Linked DNA regions of Mus musculus: region 2 is linked to region 1. The links are chromatin contacts, called in public Hi-C maps. All regions are on one chromosome and are shown on one strand. The core of a region is the stretch at or near the end of the contact, and the rest is flanking DNA. Distances in the headings are between cores, read along the strand shown.

The links. Hi-C and Micro-C count contacts between places; a contact is called where the count stands out from the background.
Region 2: a contact with region 1 is called in a Hi-C map of CD4 T cells, with 6 times the contacts expected there. The contact joins the promoter of Atp7b here to the promoter of Mcph1 in region 1. A contact is called at or near these places in 1 of 39 promoter capture datasets (cranial neural crest) and 1 of 484 Hi-C or Micro-C datasets (CD4 T cells).

The regions. Positions count from the first base shown.
Region 1 is chr8:18,591,851-18,596,463 of GRCm38.p6, reverse strand. It overlaps Mcph1 (microcephaly, primary autosomal recessive 1), which reads right to left and starts at 1,333. Exons shown (of 14, transcript NM_173189.3): 1 at 829-1,333. The coding sequence starts at 868.
Region 2 is chr8:22,058,013-22,062,730 of GRCm38.p6, reverse strand. It overlaps Atp7b (ATPase, Cu++ transporting, beta polypeptide), which reads left to right and starts at 2,657. Exons shown (of 21, transcript NM_007511.2): 1 at 2,657-2,759. The coding sequence starts at 2,676. Alg11 (asparagine-linked glycosylation 11 (alpha-1,2-mannosyltransferase)) reads right to left here and starts at 2,010. Exons shown (of 4, transcript NM_001243161.1): 1 at 1,961-2,010; 2 at 615-845. The coding sequence starts at 2,004.

The DNA of each region.
Region 1 (4,613 bases), core at 84-2,583:
AGGTAGGCAGATCTCTGAGGTCAGCCTGGTCTACAGACTGAGACAGAGTTTCCAGGTCCAGGAAGGCTAGAGCCACAAGAGAAACTTTGTTACACAAGCAAGCCCACACCCCCACCCCACACCCCCAAACCAAATTAAAAAACAGAGATAAGTCAGCCTCAGCTACATAGCAAGTTGGAGGCAAACTTGCTTTCTAAAATAATAAATAAAAATTTAAATATATATACACATATATGATATAAATATAATAAACACATAGCTATAATAAATATAATATATAAATATATAAAATATATTTATACTTGGAATCTCCTCACCCAGGGTCCCATGTTCTGAGCACGTGTTAGCACGACAAAAATACAACAACAACAAAAAAAAAGGTGAGCTCCACAAGTGTCAGGCAGCTCTACTCAGGTAGGACCCTCCAGAGGCCATCACACTATTACCAAATTCTTACTTTTCCTGATCCCACAACTGCAGAGGCCATAGAGGCAAGAGGATCCCAGAAAGCTAAGACAGGAGCCTATCCTCCCGCCAGCTCTCCAGGGCTCAGCCTGCACCGGGGTGGGGTGGGGGGATTGGGGAACACATAGGGGTCGATGAAGGTCACAGGGTGAATGTATGTGGGGTGTCCACACAGGTGGTCGGGATCCTGAGTGAGGGGACTCCGGGTGTGAGGGAACCTAGGATGTGAGAGGACCTCGGGCGTAGGGAGCCCTGAGATGGGATGGGACCTGGCCTGGGAGCCGATCCCGGCGGCCCAGGCAAGACAACCAGGCGCTGGGAGCCTAGACCCCAGCCCCCTCCCTACTGGGCGTGTCTCCTCACCTTTCAGAAAGGCGCCCCCAACGCCTCCCGAGGCCTCCATGACCCGACCAGCTTGAAGCTGCGGGACCGAGCGTGCGCCGGCAGGAAGGCAGAGGGGTGCGCATGCGCAGGCCGTGCCCCCTGGGCTCGCCGCGTCAGGCTTAGGGGTGTGTGTGTGTGTGCGCAAGGGCTCCGGGTTCCCTTCCCTCGCCGAGAGCGCCCGGCTCAGTGACACACGACAGCCGAGACCTGATCGCTCACGGGCGGCCCTGAAGCTCTCCGGCGACCTGGCAGGAGTCAGCCCGCCGCACCGCGGCTTCAGGGCGCAGGTCAGCGCCGCGGTCGCTTGTCCCCGCAGGGTTCGCTCGTCCTCGTTGCGCAGCGCTCGGTGACCGGGGAGGGGACCCACCCGTGGGCCCTGCCTCAGCCCTGCACCCTGGAGCGCGAGCGGGACTGCTGCAGCGTCCGCGGGCCCTCTGGGTCTTCAAACCTCCCGCCCGCGAGTCTGCGAGGGGGCGGGTCGGACGCGGGCCCGCCTCCCCGCGCAAGGGCTGCCGGGAGAGGGAGGAGGACGGAGCCGCCTAGGGAGGACGGAAGCCAGGGAGTGCCTGCTCTTCTGTAGATAACAGTATCCTTTCGTCGCCTTAAGCGCCGGGCGTTAAAAACAAAAACAAAAAAACCACCCAACTGGTTTGGACAGACAGGTTGTTTTGGGTTTTGTATTTATTTGTTACACGTGTGAGTACTTTGCCTGCTTGTACATATTTGCACCACGTGCGTGCCTGGTGCCAGTGGAGGTCACTAGAGGGCGTCAGATCCAATTACACATGGTTATGTGCCACCATAAGGGAGCCAGGGACCAAATTCGGGTCCTCTGCTAGAGCAAATGTTCTTAACCACTGAGCCATCTCCTTAGCTCCTGGTTGGGTGTTTAGAGAGATGGCCTTGGTTTCTAGCTCACAACACTCAGCCCTTCTCCCGACTCAGCCTTCCCCAAGAGCTAGGATTACAGACTGGCCCAGCAATTTGGCTTTAAAAAAAAAAAAAAAAGATAATTTATATAGATATACACACACATATACATATATATATATTTCAAAATTATTTTAAATGTACATATTAAAATATATAATATATATAATTTTAAAAAGCCAAATTCCGAGTGATGAGCTGTTAATGGGAATTCACGAATTGAAGCATCTTCACTAACACAGTGGGAGAGCTTTCACTAGGCAGTGCAAAGAGAAACTCAAGACAAAATGGCTGCTTAAGGTGCCCAGTAACATACCACAGTGTCTGCTGGCCTCCAGGCTTACGTGGTACCTGTGGCTCCTTTTAGCGTTTCTCAACCCACCTCCTGCTCTAAACTTCTCCAGCTCTTGGGCTTCAGTTCCCCAAGCTTCTCATTCCTATATAACCCCGCCATTTCAGGCTGGTACTTAGTCCTACTGACCCTCTCTCTCTCCCCCCTCCCCTCCCCCTGCTCCTCCCCCTTTCCCTACCCCACCCTCTGTCCTCTCTTTTGCTTTTCTCTCTTCTCTTCCACCTTTCTTCCCAGTGCCCACTCCTCTCATGGCCTGACCTACCCTGCTGGCCAAGTCCGATAGAGAGCTTTCTCTCCCTTCTGTGGACTTTTCCAGATGCCTCAGGCTGAACTCTCCCTCCGATCTAAATAACCCTCCCCTCGGCTGTATGCTCTCACTTTATACAGGCAGTAAGAGCAGGACTAGGATTCCTGAGAAGGGAACACAGAATCAGAACCATGGCTTGGTTCTCAGACTTCCTTATTTGGCTATCTTAGGTGAACCGGCATCTTATCTCCTCTTACTGTTGGGACCCTTTGGGTTCTCTAACCTTTCACTTAGATTCCCTGCCACTCAGCATGACTGACTCCACTTTGGTTTGATCAGCTTTGCTGGATGGACATGGTGTGCAAACTTAGTCCAAAGCAAGGGCCTCCCAGAATCTTTTGTTGAATCACTACTAATAGGTTTTTCTCTGCCAGAAAAAAAAAAAAAAAAAAAAGCCAATTCAAACCAAATTAAGAAGTTTAAAAAAAAAATGTAGGTTTATTTGGGAATGGGCTCCTGGGAAAGTTCACTAGGCTCAGGACAAGACAAGAAAATGTCAAGAATAGACTATGGCTGGAGAAGGTTTTTTTAATAGATTGTAGGTGAAGGAAAATGACATGTCTGCCATACGCTTATGCCCTGGTATGGTCATCTAGGGTAAGGGGCTTGGGTGGCTGGTGACTTCTGGTGAGGTGGGGTGATTAGGACAGCTGTCAGGAATGTGGGACTAGGTTTTTGCCATTTTTTTCTATTCCGAGGCTTTCCAAATGGTCCATTGTTGGAGAGGAAGAGAAAACTGGAATTTAGGGACCACGTCAGGGAGGGGAGGAAGCCAGGGACTCCAGTCAAACAGTTTCTCCCTCTACATACACTCTCTTTCCCTCAGAGGACTTGAGTTTCACTCCCAGCATCATTTTTTTTAAAGATTTATTTATTTTTTTTATTATATGTAAGTATACTGTAGCTGTCTTCAGACACTCCAGAAGAGGGAGTCAGATCTCATTACGGATGGTTGTGAGCCACCATGTGGTTGCTGGGATTTGAACTTCAGACCTTCGGAAGAACAGTCGGGTGCTCTTACCAACTGAGCTATCTCACCAGCCCCCCCAGCATCATTTTAACAGTTTCCTATGCCATCCTCAGTAACCCTTGGTGAGCCTGAGCCAAAAAGAAAGAGTGCTGGCCTAGTCGGCTAGCCCCATATGGGCAAACCTGTAATCACATTTGAAAAATGGGCTTTTAGTCAACTGAAAAATGGCAATATATAGGATAGATCAGAAAGAATGAAGGACATGTGGCAGACATTGTGGATCTCCATGAATGGCTTATGGGAATATTTTCCCCTATTTATGTGTTTTCCCTATGTCTTAGTCAGGGTTTCTATTCCTGTCCAAAACATCATGACCAAGAAGCAAGTTGGGGAGGAAAGGGTTTATTCAGCTTACACTTTCATACTGCTGTTCATCACCAAAGGAAGTCAGGACTGGAACTCAAGCAGGTCGGAAAGCAGAAGCTGATGCAAGGCCATGGAGGGATGTTCTTTACTGGCTTGCTTCCCCTGGCTTGCTCAGCCTGCCCTCTTATAGAACCAAGAGATGGCACCACCCACAAGGGGACCTCCTCCCTTGATCACTAATTGAGAAAATGCCCTACAGCTGGATCTCGTGGAGGCATTTCCCCAACTGAAGCTCCTTTCTTTGTGATAACTCCAGCCTGTGTCAAGTTGACACAAAACTAGCCAGTACACCCTATAATCCTGAAGTGTGTTTTAAAAGGAAAGATTAAGAATAACCTGTCAGAAAGAGAATTAATAATTTTTGGCTGATATGACCCTAATCTCGCTCACAGAGGCTGGAACCAGTTGGATATTCTTTCATAGTTATGTACACATCAGTAGCTCGTCTTGATGCTCTGACAGAAATACCAGACAAAAGCAACTTAAGGAAGGAGGTGTTTACTTTGGCTCACAGTAAAAGGCGCACAGTCCATTTGGGCATGGAAGCCATGGTGGCAAGCATGTGAGGTAGCTGGTCACACTTTATCTCAGGAGGAAGCAGAGAGAGAGAGAGAGAGAGAGAGAGAGAGAGAGAGAGAGAGAGAGAGAGAGAGAGAGACACTGAGACTGTCTCTTTCAGTCTGGCATCCTAGCCTGTGGCCTGATGCTGTCCATATTTAGGGCTGATCCTCATACCTCATAATCTAGATAATTCTTCACAGAAACACCCAGAGATTTGT
Region 2 (4,718 bases), core at 1,408-3,907, 3.5 Mb before region 1:
TAAATTATTTTTCATGATGTGGCTACCCCCACTTGCTCTCACGTATACCATGCGCTCAGATTATATCCTGTGCCCCTTATCTTATCATCCTCCCCAGCCCAGCAAATCTCTTCTTCCCAGCAAGCTTTTCTCCTGCCTCCCTGTCTTTTTCTGGTGTGTGGGCATTTAATTAGGGTTGCCTGTGTGAGCCCAGGGGGAGAGTTTTAAACAAAGGCAACTTACAAGTGGCTACAGCACAAAGCAGTATGAGTCCCCCATCTCCAGCAAGCATTAACTGACGTTAGCACTTCACTAAAGGGACATTGTGAGTTCCTCTCCGCCTAGGATGGGGTCTTGAAGGGTCTAGTCTTAGACAGGTTTTGTTCATCTGAGAAATAAAAGCATGTTTTAAAAGCTAACTTTTTCTTTTTTCTTTTTAAATTCCCATTTTAAAAGGTACTTCTCATGTTGCCCAGGCTGGCTTATGACTCCTGGGCTCCAATAATCCTCCCACTTTAGACTCCAGGTAAGTTGGGATAACAGCTCTGCAACACTGAAATCTGTGGAAACTAAAATTCAGTATGATCTTAGCAAGCAGTAGCGCTGTGTTTGAGCTAAGAAAGATGCATACCTACTTTTTCTGCAGGGCTCTCAAAGCACACCACAGAACTCTCTCTCCTCCGCCACCTGCATTACAGTATGGATGGAAAAATGCAACCACCGTTTGTTCTTTTCCATTTTTGCTGGTCGACACAGACTTCTTCTTTCTCTGTAGATGCCACCTGATAACCCAAAGGCCAATGACCAAATATACACACAAAACTCCGCATATCATCAGTCCAGGAAAGAAGAGTGAATAGAAAAACCTGAGATAAATAAAAGGTGAAAATCAACCTGTTGTCAATTTAAAAAGTCAGCTACAAACTAAGGTTTACTTTTTACACACTTGCTTAATATTAAGTTCTGTAGCTCCTAAGTCTGCTAAAAAAATTATTTAAAAAAAAAGTGCCGGGCGGTGGTGGCACATGCCTTTAATCCCAGCACTTGAGAGGCAGAGGCAGGAGGATTTCTGAGTTTGAGGCCAGCCTGGTCTACAAAGTGAGCTCCAGGACAGTCAGGACTATACAGAGAAACCCTGTCTCGAAAAACAAAAACAAAACAAAACAAAAAAACAAAAAAAATTAATTTTTTTCCCCTTAGTGGTGATGACTGGTGATTCAGGGCCTCAAAGATGTTAGGTAAACACTTGATTCCTAGCCAATACATACCCATATTTAAACCAAATGCTTGGAAGAAAGGTAACTGTAATCCAAAGCTTTGAATTACTTATCAATGACCATTATAATGCAGAAAGTCACTCATGACAATGTACACTGTACAGAGCTGGCAGCATTCCATTTATCGGGAAAAGGCCAAGAATGTGCTAGAACAAACTAGCCTATTCATATTTTTAGCAATCACTACAGACCTTGAAGCAGACAGCTCAGAAAGGAAGATGTAATACAAACTCTGGCAAGAATGCATGTATCCACTGCTCTTCAGAACGCTATTTCGCTAGCTATAAATGTTCAACCTGAACAAAAACACATATGAACTTAGGTAGGCTTTCATAGGGCAGAAACAACTTTTGAAATATGGAACTATTACAATAGTAGTGACCACCGGGTGGTTAACATTCCTGTTTATTTCTACCAACTTTATGTAATTCTTACATAAGAAACGATATGTATCTCAAAGGCAAAACCAATATATTTACAACTTTAAACATCAACCAGGAAAGAAGAAATCAACAGATGGTCAAGTAGCAGAGAGTCAACCAACTGGTTTACGAAGCAGCAGGTAGCCAGTTAAGGAAAACAGCTGATCGGCATGCGAAACAACCGAGGTAAACCGAGGCACGAAGAAAGCGCTTCTACAGACTTTATCTGGACTGCCTCCAAACCCTCCACGCCCTCGTGAGCTCAGGCCACCAGATCCTCACCGCAGCACGGCGTACACGCACCAGCTCCCAGTGTCCGCCGCCATCTTATCCCACCCTCCCCTCTCACAGCCCGGAAGCGCTTGCCTGTTCTTCTATCCTATTGGCTCCTGAGGAAGCGTGTGCCGTTAGCCACGCCCCCCGCTTACACGCCTTCCTGCAGGTTGCCTAATAGCCGCTTCCCACAGGCGGGGCGCACACGGGCCCATCCCACTTGGGCCACGCCGCTGCGGTGGCGGTGGTGGGGCGTGGCTTGTGATGGACAGCCGGCTCTCTCGCCCCTCCCACCCCACTCGCCCCGCCCACTTCGCTCCCCCCCCTCCCGTCTGGAAGCCCCCTTGAGGGCGCCCAGCCCTGCCCCCACCGCGGCGCTGCCAGCCGGTTGGGACCCAATGGGAGGTCCGGGCGGGCGACGAGCTAATCTTCCAGTACAGAGTCCGCTCTTTCAGAGGTGTCGGCGAGTCCCCAGCGGCCGCAGTAGCGGGGCGCGGGGTGGAGAGGGGGCTGCGCTGGAGCGGGCGTCCTGAGACTGTGGTCCTCGCTGCACCCTATCTGCAGCGCACCGCGGACCTCGCTGTCCGTAGTCCGCAGCGCCGGGGCTGGGAGATCTGAGCCCTGTGTTCCCCAGGAACCACGGATGCGCTTCTTCGCGCCTCCTCTCCCTGGCTTGTAAAGTCGCCCTTCCCTCCCCCCAACCAGGTGACCTTTGGGCTCGGGGATGGATCCCAGGAAGAACTTGGCGTCTGTGGGGACGATGCCTGAACAGGAGAGACAGGTCACAGCCAAAGAGGCCAGTCGGAAAGTAAGTTTCCTTTGCCTGACCGCAGCGTGTACGCACCTGCTCAAAGCGCTTTTCTCCTCGGTTCCTCCAGGGCTCGTGACTGTGGACACGTACCCCTGAGAACCCGGGAGGAAAACCCTCTAGATCAAGGGTGCCACTAGCCCTCTGGTGTACAACGATTTCGAGCCCAGAACTTTCCCCGGTCCTTATTAAAGAGCTCTTGAGCGTGGGCTTGCTGTATAAAAACTCTAGTTGCTCCTGGGAGTGCTAATACCTCGCTAATGCCTGGCTAATGCTCCTCAAAAGGTCTACATCCAAGTCCTGTACCTTGAAGGCATTCATTTAATAATACAGGGGGTTAATTAATGCAGCCTCTTAGAGATGCAAACAGCGTAGAATATTTAACATGAAAAGCAGGTCTGTTTTTCTTTTCTTCATGTGCGTTTTCAATCAACAAATACTTACTGAAACTTGTATAGGTCGCAGGCATATGATGAATTCTTGAAGATTTGTGCATTGTTTTAAAATATTTTGTCTAGCTTAATTGAAATCACGTTTTATGTTCTCGGAACTTTTTTTTTCCAATTAGTTATACTTTGTAGATTGTTTCCCAGAGTGTCATAGGTGTTCCCCATAGTCTGTTGGTGGTTCCCTCTTGGGTGGTCATGGCGATTGCTTCCTTTCTTTCCCAGTTGACGTGATCTTTGCACTTGAATTGTTGTGTGTGTGTGTGTGTGTGTGTGTGTGTGTGATGGAGGTTAGGGGCATCTTGCTGGACTTAGTGCTGCTTTTCCCACCATGTGTGTCAGTGTGTCGGGTCGTCGGGTTTAAAAGCTAGTGCCTTTACCCACTGAGCCATCTTGCCCTACTTGTACTTGAGTCTTTTTTTTTTTTAAAGCATTTATTTATTTGTTTTATGTGTATATGGGGAAGAATGGAGGGGGAGAGAATCTAGGCGTGAGAGGTCAGCAGAAGACGTCCAGGAGTTGGTTTTCCCTCCTTTCAGCAAACAGGTCCTAGGGCTTCAAGATTGTGTGCATCCACTCATCGAGCCATTCAACTGGCCTTACACTTGGTTATTGACATCGAATTTAATACTGGGCGTATTTCTTTAGGTCTGGATTGCTGGATTGGAGCTTGCTCCTTTTGTTCAGGTCTCTGAAACTAATTAATCCAGCAGTTTTATCCAGCGTCCCTTGTTAGTGAAATTCATGTAGACTCTGGTGTGTAGGAATGAGAGGGGTGTAGGTTAATGGACAGGCAGGGAGAGAGGTGGCTGAGTAGGTGTGAAGACAGCCCACACCGGGTAGGGGTGGCCAGAGCAGAGAAGGAGATGCCCCCTATCTTTGTCAGTGTCCCCCTGAAAGAGTAAAGTCTTTATCTAATCAGGTGAAATTGAAGACCTGCTCCTCTGTGGAAGCAGTCGGTTAACTGCTCTGTCTCTTGTTGGCCTCACCCGCTTCTGAATTACACTGATAATGGCTTTAGGCGAAGTCACTGAACTTATTATATGCGTGACACTGTATTAGTTTTTACTCCCATGTGTTTACTCGTTCGATTCTTAGGACCCGTGCCACTTTGTCTTTATTCAGTTTTTTTGCGGTGCTGAAAGGCAAACCCATGGTTCTGTGCTCTGACATAGATTTTTGCCTTAACTCTGTGCTCAGGACCAACACAGGGCCTCTAGCATTCTGCTAGTGACTGCATTTCCAGACCTCACCTGCCTGTTACCATTCTATTGCCACTTTGTCCTTGCTGTGGTTCAGCACGTGCTTTTTTGGATATTGTTTCAGAAATGCTAAGGTCCCAGGACCTTTATATGCAGCTATGACTTAAGACCTTTCCTTTAGGGAAGTTTACTTTCCTATAGAATGGCTTAGGGGTGCGATTTACCAGCAGGGGTAGGTGTTGGGGGCACAAAGGTTTTTTACTCACAGAGAAGCACTAAGAGAACCAGAAATGTTAATCAAGCTGGGGTGT